Regions from separate parts of the Mus musculus genome. Here region 2 is linked to region 1. A link is a contact called in public HiChIP or PLAC-seq data. All regions are on one chromosome and are shown on one strand. Each heading gives the region's core, a stretch centred on a gene start, on an enhancer-like site or on the middle of the called end of the contact. The rest is flanking DNA. Distances are from core to core; before and after follow the strand shown. Region 1 holds the start of AU020206 (expressed sequence AU020206). Region 2 holds the start of E430016F16Rik (RIKEN cDNA E430016F16 gene).

What was found. HiChIP or PLAC-seq counts read pairs in DNA pulled down with a chosen protein or histone mark.
Region 2: a contact with region 1 is called in an H3K27ac HiChIP or PLAC-seq map of double positive thymocytes, with 15 times the contacts expected there. The contact joins the promoter of E430016F16Rik here to the promoter of AU020206 in region 1. A contact is called at or near these places in 1 of 484 Hi-C or Micro-C datasets (pre-B cells) and 3 of 115 datasets of contacts at active chromatin or transcription factors (double positive thymocytes, large pre-B cells and pro-B cells).

What each region holds. Positions count from the first base shown.
Region 1 is chr7:75,780,215-75,784,874 of GRCm38.p6, reverse strand. AU020206 (expressed sequence AU020206) reads left to right here and starts at 2,755. Exons shown (of 3, transcript NR_165329.1): 1 at 2,755-2,823; 2 at 4,119-4,250. RefSeq lists a cis regulatory region at 2,392-3,134.
Region 2 is chr7:78,715,763-78,720,422 of GRCm38.p6, reverse strand. E430016F16Rik (RIKEN cDNA E430016F16 gene) reads left to right here and starts at 2,203. Exons shown (of 11, transcript NR_015542.2): 1 at 2,203-2,343.

The sequences.
Region 1 (4,660 bases), core at 1,506-4,005:
AAACAAAACAAAACAAAACAAAACAAAAAGTTTACTGTTTTGTGTGTGGCTGTTTAGTTGCTTCAGGAATGTTTTTGTGTTGTTTTTAAATAATACTCCTTCTGTGAGAAATAATTTCAGGGTTGCAAAGTAAGAGACCCCGATTCCAACTGAATGTCTGAACAAGACAAGCATGTCTTTTGATCCAGAGGATGCACTCAGAAGAGACACAGAGGCAGTGTGTGCATTCGGTTTGTCTAACTCAGGTGGTGACTGGATCTTTTCCCAATTGGCTGGAGTCAGACCTCACTGTATTATTTAATTGGCTAGTCTGAAAAGATTTGGTGAATGGGAAATGAAGGAAAGGAAAGAGTTATTGTCAGGTCTGGTGAAAATTCAACACCCAGGTTTTCTTTTTTCCTTTTCTTTCTTTCTTCCTCCTCTTCCTCCTTTCCTCCTCCTCCTCCTCCTTCTTCGGTGGTTCTGCAGCTTTATTTGGCATTCAGCAGGTTAGTTCTCACCCACATTGACTGTAGATCTTTGAATGTGGAACAGGCACGTAAGAGTAAGTTACCAATGTGTAGAGCTTGTTTGGTGACTCCTCATCCCCATTATGTTTTCTGGACAAATGTACTCGGATGCAATAAGGAACATTCCTTATTCCCTCAGCCCAGAAGGCTTTATTGAGCCTGGTGTCAATGGGCACATCTGGAGTTCCCCATTCCTTCATGGTCTTTGAGTGCCCTAAGAGCACACTACTTGAAGCCTACTCCATGGATGTGCATGTGAACATTGATGGTGTATTCTTGGGTCACCATCTCGTTGATGGCAGAACTGCCCTTCATCTTGCCACCCTTCTTTGCTACTTATAATTTCACCAGCAAACTGACAGGTCACAGATATAGCACAGCCTTGGGAACTGATATTGTGACAGAGACTCTTCAGGTGAAAACCCTTCTCCTCTGTTTCCTCCTCCTCCTCCTTCCCCTTTTAAAAGATTGTCTATTTTATGTATGTCCATATGCTGTCACTGTCTTCAGACACACAAGAAGAGGGCATCGGATCCCATTACAGATGGTTGTAAGCCGCCATGTGGTTGCTGAAATTTGAATGAACTCAGGACCTCGGAAAGAGCAGAGGCAGCAGCTGCTTCTTCTTCTTCTTCTTCTTCTTCTTCTTCTTCTTCTTCTTCTTCTTCTTCTTCTTCTTCTCCTTCTCCTTCTCCTTCTTCTTCCTCCTCCTCCTCCTTCATCCTCCTCCTCCCCCTCCTCCTCCTCCTTCCTCCTCTTCCTCCTCCTCCTCCTCCTCCTCCTCCTCCTCCTCCCCCCCACTTCATCTCCTCCTCCTCCTTCTTTTTGGTTTTTCGAGACAGGGTTTCTCTGTGTAGCCCTGGCTGTCCTGGAACTCACTCTGTATACCAGGCTGGCCCTGAACTCAAATCTGCCTCCCTCTGCCTCCCAAGTGCTGGGATTAAAGGTGTGTGCCACCACTGCCCGGCAGTATCTGGTCTCTTTTTTTTTTGTTTCTGGTCTCTCTTAATAATACATTTCTGAGTCACACAGAAGGAAAGGGGCATGAATACATTTCTGAGTCACACAGAAGGAAAGGGGCATGAGGAGAAACAGAACACATCTGACCCTTGGCTTATCTTCAGTGATGGTCAAACCTCAGTGGATAGGTGGCTGACTTAAGATGTGGATACTCACAGTGTGGAGAGTCCTTGATGCAGCTTCAAGGATATTGGCAAGAATATTTACTTTTGGCTTGGAGGACAAGGGAGGAGGCTCAGATAAGAATAATGTACTGTGTTCCTTGTGTCTTGGTCATCCTGTTTATTGCCTTGTTTGACTACATTGTCTTTAATCTAAGAACTGACCTTAGATGACATAAAAGCAAGCTGGAGAAAAATAAACCCACATCAGCCCTGGTTGGGGTCGTGTTATAATGTTGTTTAATTGTCTTTTCTTTCTTTAACCTCCCTCCCTCCTTTGAGACCCCGATGACTGAGCTGGCTTCATGCAGAAGGAAAGGGGCGTGGGGAGAAGCAGAACACATCTACCCTTGGCTTATTTTCAATAATGATCAAGCCCCAGCAAATGTGAATGTGTGGCTGACTTAAGATGTAGATACTCACACCATGCTTCATCTTTACAAGGTCACTGCTGCAGGCCATGGGACTCCTGGAATGCAGTTTGTTGCCTTGAGTAAACCAAGATTTGGTTTTGGTTTTGGTTTTGGTTTTGGCTTTTGTTTTTTTTCCGAGACAGGGTTTCTCTGTGTAGCCCTGGCTGTCCTGGAACTCACTTTGTAGACCAGGCTGGCCTCGAACTCAGAAATCTGCCTGCCTCTGCCTCCCGAGTGCTGGGATTAAAGGTGTGCGCCACTACTAAACCAGGGTTTTACTGGGTGGGGGTGGGGGCGGATTAAAACATTTGCGTTGCAATCTAACTAGGTGTGGGAGGCAAAAATATATGAATCCTTTGTTCTTTTTTCTGAGTTCGAGGCCAGCCTGGTCTATAAAGTGAGTTCCAGGACAGCCAGGGCTATACAGAGAAACCCTGTCTCGAAAACAAACAAACAAAAAAAGAATCAGGTGGCACTAACTTTTCTTTCCCCTCCCGGCCCCTCGCTGGACCAGAGGCTGGGGCAGCCCACCCCTTCCTCCAAATGCAGCTGTAGTATGGGTTCGTCGGGCCATCCGTCACAAATCTACGGCCTCTGATTGGCTTTTGTGCTTAGGAACCATAAAATGGGGCGGGAATTGGGGAGAAATTGGCTTTTTGGCGGCAGCACTGCGTCAGCGGCGGCGGCGGCGGCAGGGACTTGCAGTGCGTGAGCTGCATGGTGAGTACCGGGTTGAGTCCTGGCCGACCGTGTTCGCAGTGCCCGTTATCCGGACGGCCTCCTTGCGGCAGGAGCGCCCGGAAGCGTGTGGAACCGTGGGTCCGGTTTACTGGGTCGGGGAGTTTGGGTCGAGATAGCAGCCGGACTCCATTTAAGACCAGGAGTCATTTTGAGATTCTGCCTCAGTTAGGTTAAAGTTTTTTGGGGTGGGGTGGGGGCTAGAGGGTTTCGAGACAGGGTTTCTCTGTGTAGCCCTGGCTGTCCTGGAACTTACTTTGTAGACCAGGCAGGACTCGAACTCAGAAATCCACCTGCCACTGCCTCCCACGTGCTGGGATTAAAGGCGTGCACCACCACTGCCCGGCTAGGTAAAAGTTTTTTGTTTTGTTTTGTTTGTTTTTTGAGACAGGGTTTCTCTGTGTAGCCCTGGCTGTCCTGGAACTCACTTTGTAGACCCGACTGGGGTAAAAGTTTTAATATTCTGTTTCTTGGAGTTAGGCTGTGCCCGACAGATGTTTTGTACCTTGTGCTCCAGGAAGAGTTCTATAACTGCCTTGTGCTCTCTGTAAACCCGCCTGCTTGCAAAATACCTCTCTCTCCCATTGGTTTTGTCCTATAAGAGAAGTATGGGAAATTTAGGGGGAGACAGCTGTGCACAGACTTGGCTGTGCACGGAATAAGGTGTTCTTTATCCTCATTCGGTGGGATTAATAAATTAATTAATTTTGGAGGCTCCAGTGATATAAGAAGCTGTTAGGGTCCATAAACTGTATAAACATAGATTTCAGTCAGGGATAGTTTATCGAACGCACATCCTAAGATTGATCAATCAGAGATGTAGCTCAGACTCTACAGCTGGAAGCTACAACCCTGAATGTTTTCTAGGGTCAGTTTATAGAGGTTAAAACCCCACAGGGAGCTTTTATAAGCAGGTACTGGGCGGGCTGCAGGTGGTCTGCCTTTCCCAAGTTGTTACTAGTTTAGGCATAACAGTTGAAGCTGGTTTCTATTTTGGTTGGTCCCAAGTGAAGGCTGTGGTTGGGGAATTTCTAAGAACCTCAGAACAGAACAGGATATATGGCCAACTTGATCTCTCTCTGAGCCAAACTGTTGTCAGCAGTATGAGGTGGCTGACAAGCATGAGGCAGGAGGGTTACAGCTAAATTGGGGGGGGGGGGCGGGGGACGGAGGGGGGGGTGGGGGGGCGGGGGGGGAGGGGCTAAGCTAGGGCGGAGGGTAGCTTTAACAAATCCCTACCCAAATTCAGAACCTGGACCCTTCCCTTCAAACCTCAGGTACCAGAGCACCACTGCCCAGGGTGTGCACCTTGAGACGTTCCAAGGCCCCTGCAGGCTTGATTTCAGTTCGGAGGTCCACAGCTGCAGGAAAAGAAACCCAGCAAGCACCTGGATGAGGAGCCTTCATTGGTAAGTCATTGCTTTCCTTACGTAACATCTGGTCCTCTTCTACTAGGATCCCATCTGGATACAGTGTCTTAGGAGATAGATGAACTCCTGTCCAGGGCACTAGGGAGAGGTCACACTGCCTTCTTGGTCCTGTGTGTCCTGTTCTGTTTTGTTTGCCTTTTCTGTTTTTTGTTTTGTTTTGTTTTGTTTTTTGTTTTTGTCCTGAGTCTTCTGAGGTTTGGGTTTGGGGTGACTGGAAGACAAAATGGGTAACAAGACTAGTAAACCCTACATACAGAACTCCCCACTGCTTCACTCCTGTCAGTGCCCATCTCAATCCAAACCCCGATCTCAGCCCTCACCTCAGCCCTCACCTCAGTCCTCACCTCAGCCCTCATCTAAATCCAAACTCCGATCTCAGCCCTCATCTA
Region 2 (4,660 bases), core at 954-3,453, 2.9 Mb before region 1:
CAGGAGTGATCTAATTGAGTTTACAGCCTCTTTCTTCTTGCCACCTCACCCAGAATATGTAGTTCTGATTAAAATCAGGAAGTGTGAGAGACAGCACTCTCTGCGGAGGACCTCCACGCTCCCTTGCTAGCAGAAATAAGCACAGTTAAGCCTGCTTTCAGAAATTGGGGCTGCCTCGAGGCATATACTCAAACTCCTTGACCTACATTTTCTTTATAAATGAGTGCGTGTGAGTGTGTGTGTGTGTACTTAGATACGGCAAGGTTAAGGATATGCCTTCAAACAACACCCATTCACTAAGCACCTGCTACACTCTGCCCTACTAGGAACGGAAAAGCTCAGAAAGAGGCTATTGAATGTATTACATTGCAGTGTGGTGAGAAATACAGAGTTAGAACAATTAGGTATGCAAATGGGAGCTCCAGATGGGACCCAGCCTTGTCTAGACGGTCAAGGAAGAAATGATGAAGGGGCTATGGTATGGGGAGTGGGGAATTGTACTGCTTACATTCATTAGTGGAGTAATTTGATGGTGGCACTGGAACCCAGGACCTGGTGTGTGCTAAGCATGGTCTCTATAACTCATGATGTCTCTCAACACCCCACAGAATGTTTCTACATCAGATATTTATCTGTATATGGGTGCAGGATATACATATGTGCAGGTGCACACACGGTAGGAGCCTAGAAAACTGAGCAAATGGGTTAGTTCATGGTGAAAAGTTTTTCATAGTGCCAAGTTTATAACCCATTAAACCCCCGATGATCTTTACTGCCGATGAATTAGATGTCAATTTTTAGAACATTAATTTTTACATTTCCCTGCCCTGGAAGCAGCCTAAGTATAGCTTCCTTCACATGATAGGGTCTTCACTGTGACTCCCAGGGTCACACGGGGCTTGGAGAGAGTTCTTCCTGAGGTTGGATCTGGAGAATATAGTAACTGTATCCCACAGAGATGGCTTCGGTCCGTTTTGCTTTTTGAGTTCTTAAGTCTGCTTTTTATAGTTTGCTGTCTCTTTCTGTGCTCTCAGGCTGTCAACTGTCACTTCCTGCAGCTGTCAGCCTGGCTTTCTCTTTCTTGAGACTCACCACTATCGGCATCTTCCCCGCCCCCAGTGCGCACACACACACACACACACACACACACACACACACACACACAGAGGGAGATTCCATTCTGATTCAGGATTACTTAGAGTCAGTGGGCTTGACTCATCCAATCTGTAAAGCAGCCACCCCCTAACCTGAGAGCAGCCCCTGATCTGGTGACATCAGCTTCACCTGGGAACTCCTTAGAGATGCCCATTCCTCCGGTCCTGTTCCAGACTTGCCTAATCAGAATCACTGGAGTGGGGTGGGAAGGGTAGAACAAGCAATCTGTATTTACCAAGCTGTCTGGTGATTTAGGTGTCTCTCAGTTGGAGAAATAGCCCATAGGAAAGGGAAATAAGGTCCGAGGGAAGGCTTACGGCGCTGCACGTGGTTCAGAGAATCAGTCTATGTTCTGTGTCCAATCTAGAGACTTCTGTGTCTTTCTGGGTTCTGGGCTGTGTTCAGTGCTATTGGACAGTTTCAGGATAGCTGAATTGTAGGAAGGTGTGATGTTGTGCATGTGTGTCAGCCTAGTACATACAGAGAATGAGTAAAGGATAGAGAGAGAAAAGCCAGGCTCTGCAGAGAGGCTTGTCTTAGCTCCTAGAATCTTCCGTGTGTGGCTTAGCCTCAGAATCCTGGTTGCAATCCACCAGCTCAGAGTCCTACCAGTCTTCAGGTAGAAGGAGGAGCTCCTGGGTTTCGCCTGTGAATAGTGTGCCTAAGGCTCAGACCAAGTGTCAGGAACACTCTGAGAGTTACCAGCTGGTGGAGACTCTGCCAGAGACTCTCCACGCGGAATTTTTCAGGCGGACAGCTGGGATATGTGTGGGAGCCTCAGAGATGCATGGATTTGGGTTTGTAAACACAGGCCTGTTAAATTTAGGGCGGGCCTCGGGCCTAGGAGAGCTCCGTAGCATCATTTGGCAACTGTTGCCCATATTGAGTGGTTTAAAAACCCTGCTTATTCCTTATATAGTAGGAGGCCTGTTTTAGCACAGCTTGTCATCAGAGGGGAGGGTCTTGGCACAGGAGTTGAACACCCACTGTGTGCCAGGTGCTCTGCATAAACCATGCCGTTTTGACTGCTGCGTATTCAGGGGCTGAGGCTTATCAGCTCTGCTTACTGAGAGCAAAGGTCTAGACCTAAGAAATCTCAGTCATGGTGTTGGATGTGCCTCAAGGATGGATGCAAGAGGACCACCTCCTGTGTAGTGGAGAAGGGCAACCGGCAGATGGCATGTAGTGGTAAGGATCCTCTGTCCATAGTGAGAACCCGATACCATCCATAGAAGCCGGGCCAAAGAACTGGCCAAACTGCCTAGTTTCCTTGTGTTACTGCTTGTCAGAAAAAGACATCTGGAGTATGATCCCACAGGATGCTCTTCAAATTCAAGGCTTTGCTGGACAAATCACTTTGGGAATTGTCATAAAGCTTTATTCTCCCCTTGGAGATTGTGAGTTACTTGTGGTAAGCAGGGTTAACCAGCCAAGCAGACAGAGATGATCACTATAAAGAGATGCTGGGAACTGGCTTTGTGGTGGTGCGGGCTGGCAGGGAAAGGTTGACGTCCCAAGGGCAGGCTGCACCTCTCTGCCTGCATCAAGGGCGATGCTGTCTGTGAGTGGGACCCTTCCACCCACCTTTGTGGGGAGACTTCCACTCTACTGTTAGGGCCTTTGGAGCCACTGAGTCCAGTCAACCCAGGTATCCTTTACTCAAAACTAGCTTATTGTAGAATTAACTACACCTATCAAATTTTCCTGGAAACACCTAGGGAAGCATTTGACATTGGCATCTAAGATTGATCACTACAATTATGGTTTAGACCTTAGATATACCCCGAAGGCTTGTTGAAGGCTTTGTGGCAGTGTTTGGAGCTAGTAGAGTCTTTAGTGTGGAGCTCTGTAGAAAGGCATCAGGTTCATAGGGTTCTGCCCATGAAAGTGTGATTGGTATCTCAGTCCCTTTCTTTTCATCTCTGCTTACTGGCTGCCACCGGTGAGCAGCCTCCTCTGCCCTGATGATTTCTGTGCCACAGGCCTGAAGCAAGTGAACTGAGCCACTGTGGACTGAAACCTCAGAATGCATGCATGCATTGAAACACTCTTGTACATTGAGTGCCTCAGGTATTTAGACACAGTGAGACAGAGATGACTGGCCAGTAGAATACCAGATGTAGCACAGAAGTCTTCTCCAAAAAGACATCTTGATTTTGGTGAATCTCTTCCCTCCTAAAGTTGCCCTGCCTGCTCTCCCATTTTACAAACCCGTAACAGAACAGCCATGTGTGCCAGAGTTCCACACAGCGCTTAGGAGATTGCTGGCCTGAGCTTCCTGGCCCTACCTCAACCCGAGACCCTGGAAGAGCTCAGACGCTAAACAATTCAGTCTTTGGTGATTCAGGGACATAGTTTGCCAACCTCAATCCCATTGGTATCTTAGCCAGCTAATTCTGTGTCATAGGGCTCACCCTGTGTACTGTGGGATATTTAGCAGGATTCCTGGTCTTGGTCTGATGGATGACAGCAGTACTCCTTCCTCCCCAGCTATGACAATCCATAATGTCAAACATCTTCCGACAAGTGAAATGTTCCCTGCTGAAAAGCACTAGTGCAGAGGAAGACATTGTGGAATAGCATAGAGGTCCAGGGAGCCCGGCAACCTGAGTTTGAACTGTACCTCTCACATTTAACTGTGTCCTACCGTGTTCTGGACAACTTGGAGCAGTCCAGCCTGGGTTGACTAGCTCTGTGCGGGGAATGACTTTACTTTCATGAGGCCCCATTTTCCACCTCTCCAAAATGATGATCATGATAGGATTTATCAAGTTATTGAGGGATTCATTGGAGTAGAGTATTTAGGCTGCCTGGCTCTCAACAATTATTCTGCATGTGTTTGTCCTTTAGCCTTCTGACAAGGAGGCCCAGTCTCTTGTCTGAATTCTCCTGGGCATCCTGGGATAATGGAATTGCAAGACCATCATCTGGTCTATATTCTAAGTAAGAAGACAAATTCATCTTGGGGTTTGAGGCTCCAGGGCTTCAGACTGGTAACAGTCCCCCACTCGGAGTGCAGATGCCCATGACCCCAAGTTTACAGAGGAACTTCAAGAATGTCCAGAGCTCAGCAGCCTCAGACTCCCTTCCAGGCCACTCCACAGGTTGCTCCATGGCTCCTTCCCACAGGCCACAGATTTATGAATGGTGCACACTGTGTCCTTGCCAGGAGGTTTATTAATGGGCTTTCATACAGCACTTTAGGTTGGTGAGCTCTCCTTGCTCCTTCGGTTCCTGGCCGGATGCAGGGAGATACATCACATCAGCAAAATCTTCCTCTTGATTTGCCAGAGGGGGTGATTAAGACACCATCTATTGGGGATAGACTCTCAGCCCACTCTCCTCCTCCTTTGGCCATCTCTTGGCCACTAACAAATTCCATGGAGGCAGCATATAGCCCATAGCCATCCTCTGCAGGTAAGACGGCCACCTTATTGCCAGTCATGGGGATGCAGAGCATACTAACTTCAGGTCAGAAGTTTTGGGTTCTGGGCATCTACCTACT